Regions from separate parts of the Mus musculus genome. Here all the other regions are linked to region 3. The links are chromatin contacts, called in public HiChIP or PLAC-seq maps. All regions are on one chromosome and are shown on one strand. The core of a region is the stretch at or near the end of the contact, and the rest is flanking DNA. Distances in the headings are between cores, read along the strand shown.

Evidence for each region. HiChIP or PLAC-seq counts read pairs in DNA pulled down with a chosen protein or histone mark.
Region 1: a contact with region 3 is called in a CTCF HiChIP or PLAC-seq map of embryonic stem cells, with 6 times the contacts expected there. The contact joins two enhancer-like sites. A contact is called at or near these places in 1 of 39 promoter capture datasets (embryonic stem cells), 4 of 15 datasets of contacts at CTCF or cohesin (embryonic stem cells, large pre-B cells, pro-B cells and 1 more), 92 of 484 Hi-C or Micro-C datasets (B cells, the C2C12 cell line, the CH12 cell line and 47 more), 18 of 115 datasets of contacts at active chromatin or transcription factors (astrocytes, bone marrow-derived dendritic cells, cardiomyocytes and 8 more) and 2 of 9 other capture datasets (embryonic stem cells and embryonic tail).
Region 2: a contact with region 3 is called in an H3K4me3 HiChIP or PLAC-seq map of embryonic limb bud, with 4 times the contacts expected there. The contact joins two enhancer-like sites. A contact is called at or near these places in 1 of 15 datasets of contacts at CTCF or cohesin (embryonic stem cells), 3 of 115 datasets of contacts at active chromatin or transcription factors (embryonic limb bud and embryonic stem cells) and 1 of 9 other capture datasets (embryonic stem cells).

The regions. Positions count from the first base shown.
Region 1 is chr12:104,679,045-104,682,168 of GRCm38.p6, reverse strand. No RefSeq gene overlaps it. Among named protein-coding and RNA genes, the nearest start is that of Gm31573, 18 kb to the right of the region's middle. Within about 2 kb of position 1,573, at least 9 of the 459 cell types and tissues checked have an H3K27ac peak or open chromatin away from gene starts, as enhancers often do.
Region 2 is chr12:104,635,550-104,638,608 of GRCm38.p6, reverse strand. No RefSeq gene overlaps it. Among named protein-coding and RNA genes, the nearest start is that of Gm31573, 26 kb to the left of the region's middle. Within about 2 kb of position 1,403, at least 19 of the 459 cell types and tissues checked have an H3K27ac peak or open chromatin away from gene starts, as enhancers often do. A contact at or near this core is called in embryonic limb bud, where this site is marked.
Region 3 is chr12:104,438,759-104,441,778 of GRCm38.p6, reverse strand. It overlaps Gm40562 (a long non-coding RNA gene), which reads right to left. Exons shown (of 4, transcript XR_872954.2): 4 at 1,621-1,762. Among named protein-coding and RNA genes, the nearest start is that of Gm40562, 6.3 kb to the right of the region's middle. Within about 2 kb of position 1,543, at least 14 of the 459 cell types and tissues checked have an H3K27ac peak or open chromatin away from gene starts, as enhancers often do. A contact at or near this core is called in embryonic limb bud, where this site is marked.

The sequences.
Region 1 (3,124 bases), core at 324-2,823, 240 kb before region 3:
TGACCCAAGATGCCACATGCACCCCCTTTCCCAGGTAAGTATGTCATGCCCCAATGTCGCAGCATGGCCTCATAATGAGGGTTTGAAACACCTCGCTATGAGTTATGACAGAGTACCTGGTGAAGGGCAGAAGGTATTTGAGACCTTCTGGGACCAAATGTGAGCTATTACCAAAACGAGGCTCCACTTAATAGGGAATAAATCTTGATATTGTTAAGTTTAATATAGTTTGATGGTTGTAAATCCAGAGAATCCACCTTAGGAATTTGCTGTGTGTTGCTTTTATGAAATATTTGGTCAGGTGTTTTTTTTAAAGGTACAGCTTTTCTCATAAGGTGTTAATTTTTGTGGGCTTAACAAGAGGAATTTTATACTGATGTCAAGCGTGCTGCCTGTTTGGGGCCTTTAAAAAGGGAAAGATATTTGTTTTAGAGAACACAGTGACAGCCAAATTAAGAAAGAAGTAGATTATTTATATAAATGTCTTTAAGAACAAGAGGCCTTAAAGCGATGTGATGTTTGGATTGCCATACGAGGAGGGAGTTGATACGTGGGGCTGAGAAACAGCTTTAGTGTACTTGCTGGTCAGGAAGCTGTGACTCCATTACGCCATGAGTGTTTGCTTTCTGTTGCCACATCACAAGCCCCCTGCTTAGTGGCTGAGAATACACATATGCTAGTTCACACTCTCCCTCTTATGGCGTCCCAGGACAGCCTAGGTGGGGGTCTCTCTAGAGTCTCCAAAGCTGTAGTCAGGGTTCCCCTGCAGTGAAGGGCTCACCTGGCCTCTGATTTCTCTTGTGCCCCATAGCTGCTGGCAGCTTTCACCATCTTGTAGATGCAGGTGCCTGGCTGCTTGCTGCCCACAAGACCAATGCCCCCAAACTCCATAGCTTTCCTCTCAGGAAGGTCTGGATTGGCTTGTAAAAGTTCTACCCCATCAGCCTACCTAGGACCTATCTCCATGAACTCAGTTCATTGAGGGGGAGCCCTCATTACTGATCCAAACCCTTGCATCTTTGCCCTAGAGGGTAGCCCTGCTGTAGCATTGGCAGCCATTCACCTTCCTGGGCCCCACTTACACTCACAAGCCCCACCCACACTCACAGGCCCCACCCACACCACAGGCCCCACCCACACTCACTCACAGGACCCACTCACCCACAGGCTCCATCCACATTCACAGACCCCACCTACACTTACAGGCCCCACACCCACTCACCCACAGACCCCACCCATACCCACATGCTCCACCCTCACTCACAGGCCCCACCCTCACTCACAGGCAGGGTTTCAGGTAAAGTTTCAGCCATCTGCCTGCTGTACCATGGGGTGAAGCTGTTCTCTGTGAGCTTCACTTCTGAAGGGGCCCTGATGACTGTTTCTAGGACACAGTCAACACCAGTCCCAGAGAAATTCTAGGGTTACATTAATCAATGAGGGAAGTCTCACCCACTCTGGGTGGCGCCATTCCCTAGGTGTGGTTTTCCAACCTATAAGACTGGAGAAAGACAGCTGAGCTGTGCAGGTATTAATTAAGTCATTGTTCTCTGCTTCTTGCCTACAGAATGGCTGCTTCAAGTTCCCACCTCTGTGACTTCCCCTCAGTGATGGACTAAGAGCTGAAAGAAACCTTTTCCCCCCAAGTTGCCTTTGTCATGGTATTTTAGCACATCAACAGAAACTAAGTATCTCCCCTTATATTCTCCCAAATACCCTACTGATCACTTTCCATTCCCAATTGACCCAGAGCCCCTTTGAAGGCAGATAAGACAGGACTTTTTTTTTTTTTTTTTTCAATACTTTTTTTTTCTTTTTTAATGGATACTGCGGCTGAGTGGAGAGTGAGTGGTCAAAGCCTACACCGGAGCAGCCAAGGGGGACCCTGTACTGCTGCAATAGCAAAGGCGGAGGTGGGAGGGGGGCAGAAAAAAATCCATCTTATGGGAAAGTGTTTTTAACGTCAGCAAACACGTTGCAGTGCCATTAAGAGTGTTTTTGTTAAGGACACATTCAACTTGAGGTTTTTAATTTGTTTGAAGTATTTCGCTAAAACAGAATTATGCTGGAGTTTATATAAAAGCAGAAAAAGACATGAAAAGTTTTAACTTAAGCAGCAAAATATAGAGGCTAATCTTATTTAAAAGTAATATGTATGTCTTGATTGAACGCCCAGATACGCTCAACTGGGACTTTTTAGTGGGATCGGGTCTGAGCTGTTACACTGAGTTATATCGAGAAGGTTTCCCCGGGCTTATATTGCCAGACCTGAAATACTCTTGTGGCTGCGTTTAATAACGAATTGAAAGTCTTGAGTAAGGGGATATGATTTTTTATGACAGAAGGAATGCAAATAACTCTTAGTCTCGTTGCCTTGACCGGGTTTGGTTTGATTTGACGGAGTTTAATAGTGACTTGTAACCCGTGATGACAATATGCAGACCCGCGCAACGTCATTTAAGTCATTTATTCTGCATGCTGTAAAAACAAAGAGATGGCAAATAAATACCCAGGACGTTCATTGTTTGTCAGAGAGCCCAAGCCAAGAGTTTTCAGTGACCTTTTAAAATATGGTCCCAGGCTAGTACTAAAATGTCTGTCACTCAACACGCACACTTGTGTGCTGTGGCCTTTTAACCCGTGCGGCCTGTGTTTTTCTCTTTCAAACAGGAGTATGAATTTCCAATCAGCTGCAGCGACTTGGGTTTTTTTGCATGGGAGGATTACTGTAAATTGCAGACTGACAATTACAATACGCAGGGCACCGGCGAGTTATTAATGGGCTCGCCTACCGATGGCCTTTCAGCATACCCTCAGACCCGCCGAGCTGCGGTCTAATTGGATCCAGGGGTGCAGGCCCCTGTGGAGGGGATGAGGCGGCAGGGAGCGGGACTCCGAGACCCCCACCCCCTCCCAGGCAAAGGAAGATATCAATTGATCACAGAGAGCTCCTGCCTGCCACGGCTCTTATTCACTCCCTCTGTAATGACTTGTATTGGCTTAAGGAACTCGGCGTGATTTGACAGCATCAAGTTCAACTGACAAAGACCAGCAGGTGACTTTAATTGAAGACTTCTATTGCGAGCAAGCGATTTTATGCAAGACAGAGCAACAGTCCGACAGA
Region 2 (3,059 bases), core at 154-2,653, 200 kb before region 3:
ACTTGTCATGGTGTGTGTGTGTTCTCTTGCATGCATGGCTCTTTGTCATGAATGCTGTCCCTTCTCTCTCTACAGGTAGCTGCAGAAGCCAGTTTACTTGTTTCTGGTAGGAGTTACAAGACTGTCATTTCTTCCCTCCCCCTCGTTTCTCCACCCCTCTCTACTCAGCAAAGCAGGGCTCATGCCACCCTTCCCCCAACCTCCCCTCTTCACGCCTCTAAAGTCCAGTTGGTCCTAACTGCTCATGGTTCTGTGTTTACGAATCAGCCTCCTTGACAGAAATTTAAATGCAGCCCTGGCAGCATTCTTGAACTCGCTGGGGAACATGGGAGCATGCTCAGGATGTGTCGCTACCAGGCTCCCAGTTGTGGGCGGACAAGGCAACGCTCATGCATGTCCAATAGCACACAAGGATCTGTGTAGTGTCTTTTTTTTTTTTCCCGATTATTCATTTTATAGGTGACCTCAGCCTCTGAGCACAAAGACACACTGGCTAGTGTGAATAGGAAAATCCATCGATTAGGAAAATCCTTTGTTCAGGTGTGAGCACAGTCAGCGCTGTGACTTCGAGAAACAGATCACTCAGCAGACCCAACTTGCTAACAGGCTTCCCGTTTCTCCAAGGAATGCTGATTAAATACTTGCTAATTTGATGTCTGTGGTCACTTGATGGGACGGAACACTCAGAGATAAGGTGAAATCACGGAACCTAACCCTTCTCCATGTGCTGATATGGAAACGGAGCTCACGTTCATTCCCAAGTTCACCTCGGGGTCGCTTGGTCTGAACCCCCTGCTTTTGTGGAGGAAACCAGGCTGTCTCTGCCTCTGCCCGAACCTTTTGAAACGTGAGGTTTATTTTCTGTCTCCCAAGGGATCGTGGAGAAATTGCTCATCCCCTCTTGTCCCTTGTATTTTCATTGTCCCAGAAGGGTATCGGCTGGGGAATGCTAACCTCCCCCACCCCTAACCTGGGCAGGGTACAAGGGTCCTCATTTCAAGTTTTCCCACCGACGCCCCCCTCCCCCAACTTTGAAGCTTAATAGCTTTAAAATCTTACAAGTTGTAAAAACAATTAAGGCAATAACGTTAAAGAGAAGCAGAGAGCTGCTCTTCAAAGGCGTGTGAGCCGTTCACACTTCGTGGTTAAACGCGGCCTGGAGCTGGCCCGGGTCTGAGAAAACGCAGAGGCGCCCTGCGAATTTGTTGATGCCAGTTTGGACAGACTGTTTATTTTCATGATTTCATGGAAGAATTTTAATTTAATGAGTGTTTTATACTCTAATGTAAAGCATCGCTCAAGCCCTGTAATTACTGTGTCAAAGTGGGCTTCCTTACACAGCGGCAGCTTGAACTCCAAGGCTATGCCTCGCATCTGAAATCAGCCTAGGGACCGGGAGGAGGGGCCGCGGGGAACCACCGCTGCTTAATAGAATCGGAAATTAACTCGAGGAAGGGGGTGAAGGGCCTGAAGGGGTGTCAGGCTGAGCTAATTCCCACCCACCCCCAACTTGTGCTTTGCATACTGGAGGTGATGGGCGGGGAGACAAGTGTCTAGGGTGTTCTAGGTAAGAACTTGACCTTCATAAAGCTGCTTGTCTGAAGGGCGCACCGGTAGGTAATTTCAGACACGTACTTCATCATTTTGGCTTTTTTTTTTTTTTTTTTTTTTTTGAGACTTTTGGCTTTGGCTTTATGCACGGCCCACAAAAATTATTTTTTTCCTTCTCTTCCATTTATTTAAAAGCACAGAAGAGATTTTGTGTAGACTAGAAGAGTGGGCCGTTGCCTGTACTCCAGGTTTCGGGGAAACCTTCCTGCTTGGGTGACTTGTTGCACGGTCCTTCTGCTCCCCGCCCTTTCTCCCTGCTTGAGCGATCTCCCAGAGCACACACACGACTCGAATCGGCTCAAAATGGCCTTTCCAGATGTTGGCCAGAGCCTCATTGCACCCCCTTGGCCCTGGATGGGGATCCCCCTAAACACGCCACCGGAACGTCTTCTCTGGAGTTATTTTTCCCCCCTTCTTCATGTTAAGCCACTTGGATTTGTGTTCCGTGGTTCAAGTCCAGGAATCCAATGGCTGCAATTTGATCACCTGCTATTTCTACCCTCTGCAGTTGTGCTGTGGAGAGATCGAATACTTTCCCTAGCGAGGAGGGAGGGGTTTTTCACCAGGGTTAAGGAAGCCATCTTTTACTTTTTGGTGGTTTTGTGATATTGAAGGTTCTGGAATACAAGCCCCAGTGACTACCCATAGGGCATCTCGCAGCACCTGGAAATAGAGTGTGTGTTGCTCACCTGGGTTGATGTAACCATCGACTGCAACAGCACCCAGGCTGGCAGGGTGGGGGCTTGCGGGGTAGGGGACACCTCTGATGAGTGACAGATTAATGGGGGGGGGGGTTGGGTGGAGGAGACACTTAGCTAAATTGAAATTCAGATCTATGATGAGTGATTTCAAGTATGTTCAAGCTATATTTGGAGCATATACATATACTAAAAATGATTTGTCTGAACGTCAAACTTAACTGGGTGTCCTGTATTTTACCTGACAGCCCAACTTCCAACCCTCCAGCTGCCTTCCCTTAAAATGCACCAAGGTGCAAATCCTCGAGGTGCAGATGGTGGCTCTGGCTGGATCCAGCGGCAGCAAAGTTTGTGTTGGATGACGTGTTTGAAATTTGAATTTGTGATTTTTTTTTTAAAGATGGAGCAAGTGCTCCGTAGCTGCCGTGACTCCCGCACCCCCCCCCCCCCGCATGACTTTGCGAGCAGTCTATGTGGATATACACCCCTATCTTCCCTCAGTTAGGTACACTGTTAAGGCTTAACTCTTTGCTCCTCTCTCAACTTCTGGGGCAAAATTCATAGTGTAGTTTCAGAAAGCCTGGTCCTGGGCAAGCCCTTGGCAGGAGAAAGGAAATGTGTCCCGGGAGGGATGGAATGCACTGGGCTGGCTTTAACAGTGATACCCTGGAAAGGGGGCGGGGCTATCCCCAATTTTGCAAACGAGATTCCAGAAAATTAAGCATCTAGTCCTATCTTGGCCTCACGTCT
Region 3 (3,020 bases), core at 294-2,793:
CCCAGCACTGGGGAGGTAGAAAAGGGTAGAACTCTGAGACCAGCAACTTCCAGGACAGCCAGAGATACACAGCAAGACCATCTAAAAAACAAAACAAAACAAAACAAAACAAAACAAACAAACAGGGGTGGAAGTTGTTCTCTGACCTCCACACACAGGCATGCACATATGAGATACACACAAATGCATATGCACACACAATGTATGAGAAGTTAGCAATTCTTAGCTGTTTGAGTAATATATCCTTGGAGAGAGGACTTTGCCATTTTGGAGTTATATGTAAGCATGTTGTAGGTTTTGTTTGTCTTTATTTTATTTTATTTTATTTTATTTATATGAGTATACTGTAGTTATCTTCAGACACACCAGAAGAAGGCATCAGATCGCATTACAGATGGCTGTGAGCCACCATGTGGTTGCTGGGAATCGAACTCAGGACATCTGGAAGAGCAGCCAGTACTCTTAACCACTGAGACATCTCTCCAGCCACCCCCCCCCCAAAAAAAAACCGTTTTAAGGCTTTTTAGCATACACACATGAACATTGGCTTCATCTGGAATTTATTTATATTTAGAATGAGTTGTTATCACTCCTTTTTCTTTGTCTTGTTTTGGGGAAAGGGTCACACATAGCCCACACTGCCCTTGAACTCACTACATAGCAAAAGACAACCATAAACTCAAGTTCTGCGTCTCCAGAGCTGGAGAGCTAGACCACGCTTGGCACATGCAGGAGGATTCTGGGGATGCTAAGTGACCAGTTTTCAGGAATTACCAGTCTGGTGCTCAGACAGAGCTACAGAAAGGTGGCCGTGCCATTGGGTCTTAAGCCAGCTGCTCACGTGAGGTTGAAGATTCTCAAGGTGTGGAGGGCAGAGGGCAGAGAAAAAACTTGTGAGCGTCTCATGCTTAGAGTGGCCTGGAGCACGCTATGCAGGCAAGGTTGGCCTTGAACTTGATCTCCATGTCTGGGATCACAGGTGTGCTGTCCGAGTCCCTCAAGTGCCCTTGACATCCCGAGGCTGTTGTCTCAAAGCCCTTTTAGTGTCTTCCTGAGACCCTAAGCATAAACGCGTCTAAGAAAGGCAAGCTGCACATTTCATTCCTGTGTCTCACAGGGGACTCTAGTGACTCTGGAAAATGTCCCTGGTCAGAGGGGCTGGGCAGGAAGGTGCAGGCGGAAGACCGGGGATCTGGCTTCTTCTGGATGCCTCTTTGTTTGTGGAGGGGAGCAGCGTGGGGGGAGCACCCGCCCTTTCTCCTGTTGTCTGATCCTGCTTTCCTCTTCCCATCTGTCTTTCCTGGCCTACGAATGAGGTCAGGGACACTCGGGGGGCTCAGGTGATTTAGAATGCTCAAGACTCGGAGGCACAAGGGAGCCGGTCTTTGAAAAGTTTCTGATCCTTCGCCAGAGCCTGCTCCTACCTTGTCTTTCCCTAAAATCCTGCTCACAGGCCTGGTTTGTCTCCAGGCTGCTGCTGGCTGATCCAGCGCAACTCGCAGGCGCCTCTGGACGCTGCTCTGTCGCCGCCTAGTGGCCCAAAGCGGGAAAGCACCTTTTAAAATCCCGGGCTCTGGGTATTCATTGGTTCAAGCCAAGCCTCAGAGCAGCTTAGACTTTCGCTGTCTCCTTCCCGAGAGGCTTCCTTGGGTGCTGTTTCCATCCTGGGCTATTTCCTTCCTCACACCGAGGCTCTTTCATGAGCAGAACCAACAATTGAGTTTTAGCTTCACTGCTTTCCTTTAAGCCTCAGTTTTTCCATCTATAAAGTGGGAAAGAAAAGCCAGCATTGGTCTTATAGAGCCTTTATGAGTAGGACAGGAATGTAATGTTGTTTTATTTTTAAATGCCTACTGCATGACATTAAACAAGGCTAGTGCAAAGCTAAGATTCCATCAAATATATAATATATAACAATATATAATATATAACATAATATACATTCTATCTATCTATCTATCTATCTATCTATCTATCTATTTGAGAGTATACTGTATATGCTGTGCACCCATGTGCACACACACAGGAACCAGAGCAGGATGCCTTCTCCTATCACTTTGCCTTATTGCCTCAAGACAGGGTCTCTTGCTGGGTGGGAGCCCACCACATCCACTCTGAGACAATTCTAGAATGCAATGAAGAAGCTGCAACCCAAGCCGTGGTGCGGTGGGATCTCACAGCTGCTAAATTGGAGGATGAATCAAGGCAGATATGAGATTCCAGGACAAGTGACATTTCCCCGTGGTGATGGGGATGGGGTGGGGTGGGGGGCAGCAGTCTGTGCGATGGGAAGGGCACAGTCACTGTGGAGGTCTGTGGCGCTCAGTCTGGGGCTCCATCTAGAGAGGGGCTGTACCTTCATGCAAGGGCTCAGGGAGGCGATGTGCACTTAGTCTATGACTTTTCTGTAGCTTTGAGTGTCCTTCAATGAAATGTAAAGAAAGTAACCCCAGAGTGGGTAAATCCATGGGAGTGGGTTACGGGCACTCTCTGCAATTTAAAATGAATTTACCGTGCTTCAGTATGTACAGTCAGACAGATTTGCCATCTTAAATTGTTCTTTATCTAGGGCTGGGGAGATGGCCTCGCTGGTAAAGTGCTTTCCCTGCAAGCATGTGGACCGGAGTTCAAGCTCCATGCCTCTGACTCTTTACTCAAAAAAACACTGAGAATATGCATTTTGAAATGTCATTCGTGTGAAGACAAATTCAGTCCAGGCAGCTGTCTTCTCAATCATCGCGGGTTACAGGGCCTGGCTTGCTGTGCTGCAGAGAGATGGTGGCTTTGCCCATTGGATGTCCAGGCTGAGTGCTTCCCACCCACTCGAGGGCATTTCCTGCAGGTGCATCGTTACCCCTCCCCCCAAAGGCTCTAGCAAGCAGGCTCTGGGTGCCAAAGAACAACTTAATGTCAAGTATCCTTTCAGGGCTCCCATGCTAGCTGCTAGGGACAGGGTGTGGGAGAACGAAAATTAGGAAGTCCTTAGGGATCTGGGCGTAGAATCTGGAGAGGGCTGGCTG